Linked DNA regions of Mus musculus: region 2 is linked to region 1. A link is a contact called in public promoter capture Hi-C data. All regions are on one chromosome and are shown on one strand. Each heading gives the region's core, a stretch centred on a gene start, on an enhancer-like site or on the middle of the called end of the contact. The rest is flanking DNA. Distances are from core to core; before and after follow the strand shown.

Region 1 (5,122 bases), core at 1,771-4,270:
AGGTTCAGCTTACTTTCCACTACTAAAAAGGTTCCAAAGTGCACATGGTTTCATTATCAGGCATGTACTTACTAAGGCTCTGGTGAAACAAGTAGGTTACAGAAGGTTCCACCTGGCCATTATCAGTTTTTTTAAAGGCCCAAATGGGAGTTTTTCCAAAGGGTACCACCAGCATGTTCGGATATATGTGATTCTTGGCCAAATAACCAAGACCAAAAAAAAAAAAAAAAAAAAAAAAAAAAGAAAGAAAGAAAAAAGGGGGAAAAAAAAGGAGGCAAGGGAGGGTTAAAAGAAAAAAAAGGTAGGGGGGCAGGGTGGGGCTGTTTCCAAACAAAAACTTGCTATCAGAAATTAGTCTACACTTTGTAAGATGTTTGAAAATGAAACGTTTGGCAGTTGAGGATGTTCTTAATCAGCTACTTAGGGCCCTTTCCTTTAAAAAGAAAAATAGGACCAAACAATTTAGAGTTAAAGACACACTATCCTTTCCCCACCCGGTGCGGATCAATACCTGTAACTTTCTTTTGGGGTTCCAAAAGTTCATTGCTTCTTAATTGCAATTCCTTTGCCACATCCATTAGAGTAAGAAGTCCCAGTCAGCACAACAACAGTTGCACTGAATGTTTTTCTCTATGAGGATAGTGCATCTTTAACATTTAAAGACAAACCTGCTCCAATACACGCCCACAGAAACTGGTCCCTGGAGGATCAGCCAAATCAGTTAAAATCTGCAATACTGGCCAATATTCTTTGATAAAACAGGAGACCGCAGCTTTAAAGGGGGAAAATGCAGACGTTGGATAAAAACAGCAAGAAATAGTCATTTTCATTAATAGGTCTCAAACAGCATGAAACAGCCATTACTATCTAAGCTTTACACAATCCTCTCTGCAGACCCCTCTTCAGCATCACTCCCAAAGCTGAGTAACTTCAGAGCAGTAGTACTCTTAACACCAGGAGTCTTTATGCTAACAAGGCTCAAAAAACCTACTCCATACCCCACGGGAGTTAGGGCGTGTCTCAGATTCCCGCAGACATTACCATTTTCTTAGGAAGAAACTGCTCCCTCTTCTTCTGGAGACTTGGGTGGGCTCTTGGACCGCGACCTAGACTTGGACTCTCGCTTCGACACGGGCGGAGGGCTTCTCGATCGCGACCTGGACCTTGACCTCGAGCGGGATCTGGAGACGGAGGAGGACTTGGACTTGGATCTTCGGGCAGATCTGGACTTGGAGGTTGATCTGGAGCGCGAGCGAGTGCGGGACCGAGACTTGGAGCGGCTGTAGCGGGAGCGGCTTCGCGACCTGGACCGACTCCGGCTTCGAGATCGGCTGCGCCGGCGTCGCCGAGGGCTGCGAGTGGGACGTGAACGAAGCGACAGGGTGAGCTTGCAGGCCGCCGGTCCCGCCCCGCCCGCCCCGCCGCCATTATCTGGCTGCCAGGCGCCATTTCCCTTGCCGCGAGGCGGGGTCTCGCACGGAGTGGCCCGGCCCTGCTGCCACCCCGGCCGCGAGGGAGGGGCTGGCTCCACGTGCTCCGCGTACCTTTGTGCCCGTCCGCCTCCCGCTCCGCCCCGGGCCCCGCTCACCTGCGGCTCCGCCGCCCGTAGCCGCCGCCGCCGTACCGACGGGGTGGCGGGCCCCGGCGGCTGTGGTGCGAGTCGGGCGGGCGGCCGTAGCGCGCCATCTGCACCCGCAGCTCGCGGCCGTCGAGCACCGCCCCGTCCATGGCGTCCATGGCGTCTTCGGCGTCGCGCTTGTCGTGGAACCGGACGAAGGCGAAGCCCCGGGACTCCTTGGTGTAGCGGTCCCGCGGAATGTACACGTCGCCGACGCGCCCGTATTTCTCGAAGACGCGCCTCAGGGTGTCGGGCGAGGTGCGGTAGGTCAGGTTGTCCACCTTGAGGGAGGTCATGCCCTCCACATCGGGAGGCGGGCGGCCGTAGCTCATGGCTGCGAAGCGGCGCCGAGACCCTAACGCCCCGGACAGGCCCTCGCTCTCCGGAAACGCAGCTCCGTCAGGCGCTCGGTAGCTACAGTCCTCGTGGGTAGGGAGGGAGCCGCAAGGCCGCCGCAGAGCACCCGAACCTGACGGACGCCTGAGCAGCAACTAAGCGAGCGGGCGGGCCCCAGCGCGCATTTATACCCACCCTTACAAAATGGCGCCCGCGCCACCCGGAAATGAATCTCCTGATTGGCCCATTCGGCCGTGTTGCGTAACGTCGCCGCCGCGCGCCCCGCCCCTCCCAGGTGCGCCTGCGCACCGCGCGGCGGGCGGGCGGAAAGCGCGCAGTCACTGCGGTGGGGCGGGGGAGCAGCCAGAGAAGGCAGTTAGAAAGCCCGCCAAATGCTCTACCGTGGGTGCGTCCGCGAGAGCGCGGGGAAGGGGAAGAACGAGGCTCTATGGAGGGAGAAAGAGGAAGCGCGCCCCACCAGAGCCCCGCCCCTTCCCCACGCCAATGCCCGGGCTCCACGCGCCGTTCCGCCCAGCCTTCAGTCCCGCCTGTCAGAGCCGGTTCTTGCGCTCTCTTTTGCCTCTCTGTGTCCCGGGGCCACCTCACGTTCCCCTCTCCCGCCGCTCCTGACTGAGGCTCGCTGCCTTGGTTTCACTTCTCGGGGCCTTTGCTCTCTACGAAGGGACGGGTAGTGTAGACCTAAAGTACGCGCTAGCCACAGCGTGCGGCCGTACCCTCCCCTCCCCCCACGGGGCGCCGGGACTACATTTCCCGGCGGGCGCTGCGACCAGACTCTGGTCAGCTGACCGGTCTCGTGATCTGCTGTGAGTCAGGCCGGGAGGGCGGGCCCCAGCAGCTGCTACTGCTCGTCCTTGCCCCGGATCCCGTTCCCTGCAACTGGAGTTGCGGCGGGTAGACCCCGGGTCTCCTCTGCACTCGGTCGCGTCCCCGGAGGGTCCCGACTGTACCGGTGGGGAGAGATTTCCCTTAAACCCACGATTCCCATCCCAAGATTGGAAATCGGCAGTCTGGCTTCGTGGTTCTCTCATCTGGTTTCTTCCCTCAGGGCTGTCAGGGGGTTCGACTGGAGGAGAAGAGGTGACTGTCCTGGGCCGCTGCTGGCCTCTGAGCAAGCGGAGCCAAAATGTCCCCGGAGTCTAAAAAGCTTTTCAACATCGTTATTTTAGGAGTTGCCTTTATGTTTATGTTCACCGCCTTTCAGACTTGTGGAAATGTGGCGGTGAGTTGGAATCTGTACTCCTTCCTTTGAATGCCCGTCTGAATGCATTCCAGCTGTGACAATAAACGTTTATGTCCGCTACCACGCCAAGATTGCACCTCCTGTTTTTCAGCCTACCCTTTCTCGTTTTCTTAATTTTGTGTATCAGATATTTCGCGTTTACGTGGTGTTAAACACTTTCGTTTAATACTCAGATGCGGCTTGCAATTTGAGTATGGACCATAGTTACTTTAATTTTTGTGAATGTTAAACTCTGTATTTAGTGCTTGGGTGGCTTGTGGGTACAGTTGATTATCTGTTTCCCCATCTCGAGTATATCTTCTGCGGCAATTGAGTCGGTTTTTTTCTCCTCTCATGGTGGGCTTGGGTGAGAGGTGTGGATCATAACATTTTTTTTGAGTATTTAGACTTTCCTGCGGGGAGGGAGATGGCAAGACATTTTTGTTGATTAGTTTTATCTTCCACACAGCAAACTGTCATCAGGAGCTTAAATAGCACAGATTTTCATGGCAGTGGATATACCAGGTATTGTACTGTGTGCATGACTTTATTTTGCATGTCATAGTTCCATCCATCTCAGGAAAACCAGCAATAACATGTTGTAACTGAAGAGTAGCCATGATTGTGTCAAATCTGTCTCTCTTTTTCTGAGGTTTGAGCCACCCAGGTAGATCAGTAGATACAGACCCATACCTCCCAGAGTACGTGGATTAATCCTCAGAACCTACGTGGTGGAAGAAGAGAACCAGCTCCTGCAGGTTTTCATGTGTCTTCCACGCAGGAGAACACTCTCCTACCATACAAACATAAATTTTAAAATGTAGTAATAAAGTTACAGAGCAGGCATGGGGGTGCATGCCGTGAATCCCAAAATAAATAAGCGTGATGGTAAATTCTTTTACGATGATGACTAAAGGTCTTCTGTAGAATTAGGAGGCTTTGGGATTGAAAGCCTGGCTTCAGAACTGGGATGCTTTGCTACGTTCAGCAAGTTAGCTCTGTGACCCCAGGTTCTTTACTAAGATCATGGCTATGCAGGCAGTATAGTGCTTCTGGCTCAATATGCATGCAAGTCTTGTCAAAATCATGTTCTAATCCTGAACAGTGCTGTAGTTGTTGAAACATTGGATTTTTGAGGCTTTGTAATCTCATTCTCAATTTATAATTTCATCAGAAGCTTTAAGATTTTTATGCTGAAGCTGGGCGTGGTGGCGCACGCCTTTAATGCCAGCACTCGGAGGCAGAGGCGGCGGATTTCTGAGTTTGAGGCCAGCCTGGTCTACAAAGTGAGTTCCAGGACAGCCAAGGCTATACAGAGAAACCCTTTCTCGAAAAACAACAAAAAGAAAAAAAAAAAAAAAAAAAACAAAGATTTTTATGCTGAAGCTGAGCAGTAGTGACGCACGTCTTTAATTCCAGCACTTGGGAGGCAGAGGCAGGTGAATTTCTGAGTTCAAGGCCAGCCTGGTCTACAGAGTAAGTTCCAGGACAGCCAGGGCTATACAGAGAAACCCTGTCTCAAAAAAACAAAACAAAACAAAAAAAGATTTTTATGCTGTTTAGACATAGAAAATGAAAACTTCACAGGTCTGTAGTACTTTGGATTTGTAGCTGGAAATGTACTAAATACATGCACATATACAACCTCTCTCCCTCCAATTGCCTCCTCTCTTGTCTGGCGTGGAGCTTGTAGCATAATACAAGATAACCTTGAACTTCAGGTATCTACACCTCCCTAGTGATAAACTTAGAAACCTGTAGCATCAGGCCTGGCTTCAGGGTTTCCTTTTTTCTCTTTCCTCCTCTTTCCAATAACTTACATCAAAGAATTCAGCATTCTCTCAGAGGCTCTCCAAGACTCTGTTGCCAGGAAGGTGACAATGAGGCCTCTGTCAACCTGGCATTACCCCCTGCTGAGATACTGGACA
Region 2 (5,122 bases), core at 1,912-4,411, 2.6 Mb after region 1:
ACAAGTTATCAAAGCTACACCTTGGGGCTCCCTGACCCACAAGTCTCTTCTCCCCCAGCTTACTGCTTATGTATCCTTGGAGTCAGTCAATAAGTCTTGGGGGTTCTGGGCTTTCATGCCTAGTAAGTTGCTCCTGAGCTTCCCTTGCTCTGCCTCTCAGGAGCCAGTGCTTCAGTTAGGAGCAAGTATCTCCACAGCAGATGGATAGTGTTGAAGGTCAGGCTGCAGAACAACTGAACCTGGAGAGGTGATTGCTGGCCTCAGGAGAAAACCAGAGGCTCTGAGCTGAATACCAAGCAAGCAGCCACCAGCATCAATACCACATTCTGCATGTTCGTTCCTGCTCCTTTAGTTTGCTACATAAATCTCGGCACGAGCATTCAGAACCTACATGCAGCTGGATAATGGGCATGAAGAAAGCACCTTCCTCCTGAGAGCAATGCTGGCAACTCTCGCTTCTGGTACTCTGGTACAGCACACCTAGAACGTTTCAGAGCCACCTGGGGCAAGAGTGAGGAAGAGCAGGGGTGCAGCCTTACAGCAGCCCCATGCTCTGGGGATCTTCCCGCTGCGCTTCTCTTCCCACATACACATATCAATCAATACCTCAGCCATAACCTCCTCAGAATCCACAATTTCTGTCCCATCTCCATTGGTATGAATGGCTCCCAAATACCAAACCCTGACCACTCTCCAACAAAGCCAGGCTGGCTTACCTGAGTCTGGGTGTTGCCTCTCCTGTCTGCAGGCTTGATGACTACAGGCCAGCCACTCTTTAAACTGCAGTTTCTTCCTCTGCAAAATGCCTTGCCGATCTGTGGTAAAGTAACACAGGACAGATAAGCAATAGCACAGCAGCTGGTGCACAGTGAGCTCTGGAAAACCCAGCTCAAAACCTGCTGGCTTTCAAGTCCTGTTGGCTGTGTTACAGGAAGCCTTTCCCAAACCACACGCTCTAGATTGGTCTAATCTACACTTTTATACTTTCCTCTTGAAATGTACATACATATGACATAGCTATACATTTCTCTGAATTCTCCTAGGACTGTAAGCCAATTGCTACCTCAACCTTAGCTGATGCTGTAAACACTCACCTGCACTCTCACTGCACTCACCACACTCCTGCACACTCACCACACTCACCTGCACACTTACTGCATTTGTACACTCACCATGCTCACCACACTCACCCACACACTCCCGCGTCGGGACATTTATACCGTTGTTCCCTCTGCCCGCCACATTCCCACTCTTTCTTCTTTGTCCTGTGCATGGATGATGATGAATTCTAATCATTTCCATCCCCATTGCCTCACTCATCCCCTTCCTCCCTACTGAAACCACTCATCCCAACAAGGGTCCTCCTACTTCCTTGTGTCTTGTGTGTGTGGCAACAGTGGCCACACCACTGAAGAAAGTGACAATCTACCCCACAGTAAGCATTAAGTGCCAAAGTCCTTTAGGGAGCTGTGGGACAACTTTCAGGTCTCCCAAGCCTCACACAGGCCATTCCCACCTCCAGTTCAAAGTCCTCTTCCCATGTTTGTTTATGATTTTTCCCTCACAACAGCACAGTACAGTTCTACATACTCTCCCATTTTCTTGTTCTGGACTCAATGCCAGCATTTCCCAGAACTCAGAAGGAAGAGATCCCTAAGGAACTACTGGTCTAAGAAATAAAATATGAACCATCCGTTTCTAATACCAGAGAAGGTACCTTAGATACACTTAAGTTTACCAGATCATAAAAAAGCAAGAGGTCGCAAACCCCAGTCCTTCCTGCTGGTACCTGCTGGCCTTGGCTCTTTTGTCTTAAGGTAAAGACAAACAAAAGGCTACAATCTAGAGCTGGAGAGCTGGTTCAGCAATTGCCAAATATGTGCTGCTGTTTCAGAGGGCCCAAATTCAATGCCTAGCACCCATGTCAAGAGGACCACAGGCTCCTGTAACTTGAGCTCCAGGGGAATCTAACTCTTCTGGTCTCCGTGGGCACCTGCATTCGTTACCAGACTTACAAGAATGAAAATAAATCTCTAAGAAAAAAAAAAAACACTACAGTCTGCTGAGCTCATGTCATTGAGAGGGAGATACACATTAGGTAAGGCTCTGGGTACTAAACGGACAGGATGGGTATTTGGGGTAAGAGACCTATACTAGAAACAGAAAGACTGGTCCTCATTAAGTACTCACCCAGCAGGAAATGAATGAGGCAGACTAATGCAATCAAGAATATAAAAACTACAGTTCTGCACCAAATCGTTGAGCATAGCCAACTTTGCGTTTTGTTTTGGGTTGACACCCTGTAGTGCCTAATCTTGTTTGTGGACTTGGCTATATCTGGAATGAACTAAAACCTAAGAGTCCAGATACCTGCCCTCTATCTAGGACACACCTTCTGGTGGCAGCCTGTATAAAAAGACATGAAAGAAGGAAGCTTTTGTTTTTTGCCTGCTTATGGCAAGCTCTAAATCCCCTTTATGTATTTTCTATCGGTTCTCTTCCTCTAGAAGAACCCTAACTAACACACACACACACCCTGGTCTGGAGGATCCTTTGTTTTTGTTTTTTCGAAATGGGATTTCTCCGTGTAGTCCTGGTTGTCTTAGAACTCAATTACTGTAAACCAGGCTGGCCTCGTATTCAGGGATCCTCTTTACTCAAATGCTGGAATTAATGGAGTGCGCCCACGCCCAGGACCCTCGACTTCACTGGTTTTTGAGTTCTTATTCCGGACTAATTTCTCACAATCGGTACAACTGAAAAAATCTATGCTGCAAAGGTGTCTCAAGTTTGCACAGAGGTTTTCTGCTCCGCAAGCGCGTGCTCATACGCAATGTGTCGATGTGCGGACCCGAACCTGGCAGTAATTGGAACCGCGTTACCCCAGGGCTCAGGGCTCCGTGTGTGCGAGGGATGCAACTGCTGGCCAATCTTTTCAGAGCGGGGCCGAAGCTGCTGGAGGGCTGGAGGCGCCAGGTAAGGCGCAGAGCTGGGCTTGCATTTCCCAAACCTGTGCGCCAACCCACCTACGGGACGGGACGCCGGCATCTGAGAGAGTCGCGCGGGAAGAAGTCAGCGCTCGGCGCCCAGCACTGCTGTGACAGCGGCCCCTGGTGGCGGCAACCTCAGCTGAAGCGGAGGGACGCTAAACGAGCGAGGCTAACAGCTCGGCGCCGGCGCTCCGGAAGTGACGTCCTCAAAGCCTCGAGGCGCTAGCCATGGCTCACACGGCCGCTGAGCGGCCGCCAGAGGAAACCCTGTCGCTGTGGAAAGGGTAATGGGGTCGGGGTCGTGCATTAGCCAAGGGGGTGGCCTTCTCCAGTGACCTCCGACCTCACAGCCCCTGTGGCGGCTGGGAAACTGACCCTCGGTGCTGCGGCACAGGCCTGCTCCGGGCCGCCGGCTGCCGGAAGTTGCAGCCAGCCTTTGTGGGCGTGGTCCTCGTTTCCGGTACCGGGGATTCCCATCGCCGAGAGCTTTTCCTTCTCAGTGTGGCTTGATGGACAAAAAGGAGAGAGGGTGGGCTGGGAGGGGGGACGCCCCGAGCGTCGCGCTCTTCCCATGGGCCCTGAGCCCGTTTGATGTTCGTGTCCTATTAGGGAACAAGCCCGGCTGAAAGCGCGCGTGGTGGATCGGGACACGGAGGCCTGGCAGCGGGACCCCAGCTTCTCGGGCCTGCAGAAGGTCGGGGGCGTGGATGTGTCCTTCGTGAAAGGGGACAGTGTCCGGGCCTGCGCTTCCCTGGTAGTGCTGAGCTACCCCGAGCTCAAGGTAACCCGGGTGGGATGTTGCGCCCGGTGCAGTTCGATCGTAGGCAGAGAGCCAGGGTCCAGTTTTATAAAATTTACTTTTTTTTTTTAATACTTGCACCCCGTAGTGTATATATATATATTTGATGCTAGGAAGCCGACTCAGGCCCTCGAATGTGTTAGGCAAGGGACTGATACACTTCCACCCCGTTTGTAGAGTGTAATGAATAGATTGGAATGCCTTTGAAGAAAAGTTTTCAAAAGCAAAAAGCAGAGGAAATATGGGCACCAGGATGCTTGTGATGTACATAAACTCCCACGGGTCTACATATATGTACACAAATGGTGAATTAAAAGTAGTTTTTAAAGGATCGACAGACAATTCCAGGTCTGGTTGTTGTGTTTCTGATCAGATGGAAGGGACTCGGAAGCCCAGGGACCTTAAAATTCTGAGGGGAAAGGTGTCCCAATGGAAAGGCATCGTGAGACACAAGGACCCGGGAACCACACAGCTCTGAGAGGAAGCCTCAGCCCCGCTCTCTCCACTTCTCTTCTCTTCTCTTCTCTTCCTTGCTTCTTTTCTGACAGGAGAGTTACACCAAGCAGGAAATTTTATGAAAGAGATTTATTGGAGGGAAGACTCCAGGAGGAGGAGGAGGGACTAATCTAGGAATGGCTGCCCTCTGCTCTCGGGGGGGGGGGGGGGGGGGGGGGGGCAGACAGCAGGAAACTGGACAAAGGGGCAGTGCTTTTATAGGATTTCTGAGGGGACAGAGCTTCTCAGGGCAGAGATTTCCAGAATGAGGATTTGTGGGATCTCAAGTCCTGAGCTTGGGGTGGGCTCAGGGATCATTGGATTTTTCACCTCCTTTCCCTGTATTAGGGCCATGACTTAGAGTAGGAAGTCCTTCCTGGTGGCAGCCAGCTTTTGCTGAGGTGCCATCTCTGAGGCTGCTGGGGAGGCTGGAGAGAGGTGCTGCCTCTGTGAACAACTCCGGTAGTGGTGCTTCATCAAGGCTGTAGGCTGGGGCATTGAAAGAAGGTCTCACCACTGTGGACAGCTCCTCAGGACAGAAGTAGGCTGAGGCAGGAAAGGTGCTGCCACCATGGACAGCTCCTGTGATGGCCTTGGGCTGAGGAGATGTCATAGTGCCTCTATTTTGATAGGCGCTGCCATTTTGGACATTTTACTGCTGCCGCTGTAGCCTGGGTCGGGAAGGAAGGGCCTTCCGCAGCCTTGATGGCTTTTGTGGCGCACTTCTCAGGAACTGCAGTTGTCATCCTGGTTGCTCACCTCAGTGGCACACAGTACACACCACACTTTTCACAAGCAGAACATCTCTGCCTCCCCAAACCTCCTGCTTTCCATCTTG

The links. Capture Hi-C pulls out chosen DNA fragments and counts their contacts.
Region 2: a promoter capture Hi-C map of liver shows a contact between it and region 1, with 2.3 times the contacts expected there. The contact joins the promoter of Endov here to the promoter of Mfsd11 in region 1. A contact is called at or near these places in 1 of 39 promoter capture datasets (pre-B cells) and 2 of 9 other capture datasets (adipose tissue and liver).

What each region holds. Positions count from the first base shown.
Region 1 is chr11:116,850,980-116,856,101 of GRCm38.p6, forward strand. Mfsd11 (major facilitator superfamily domain containing 11) reads left to right here and starts at 3,021. Exons shown (of 13, transcript NM_178620.4): 1 at 3,021-3,194; 2 at 3,664-3,719. The coding sequence starts at 3,099. It overlaps Srsf2 (serine and arginine-rich splicing factor 2), which reads right to left and starts at 2,115. Exons shown (of 3, transcript NM_011358.2): 1 at 1,589-2,115; 2 at 1,042-1,352. The coding sequence starts at 1,950. The coding sequence ends at 1,049.
Region 2 is chr11:119,488,186-119,493,307 of GRCm38.p6, forward strand. It overlaps Endov (endonuclease V), which reads left to right and starts at 3,162. Exons shown (of 9, transcript NM_001164636.1): 1 at 3,162-3,274; 2 at 3,600-3,771. The coding sequence starts at 3,219. It overlaps A930037H05Rik (RIKEN cDNA A930037H05 gene), which reads right to left and starts at 3,050. Exons shown (of 4, transcript NR_153849.1): 1 at 2,858-3,050; 2 at 717-815.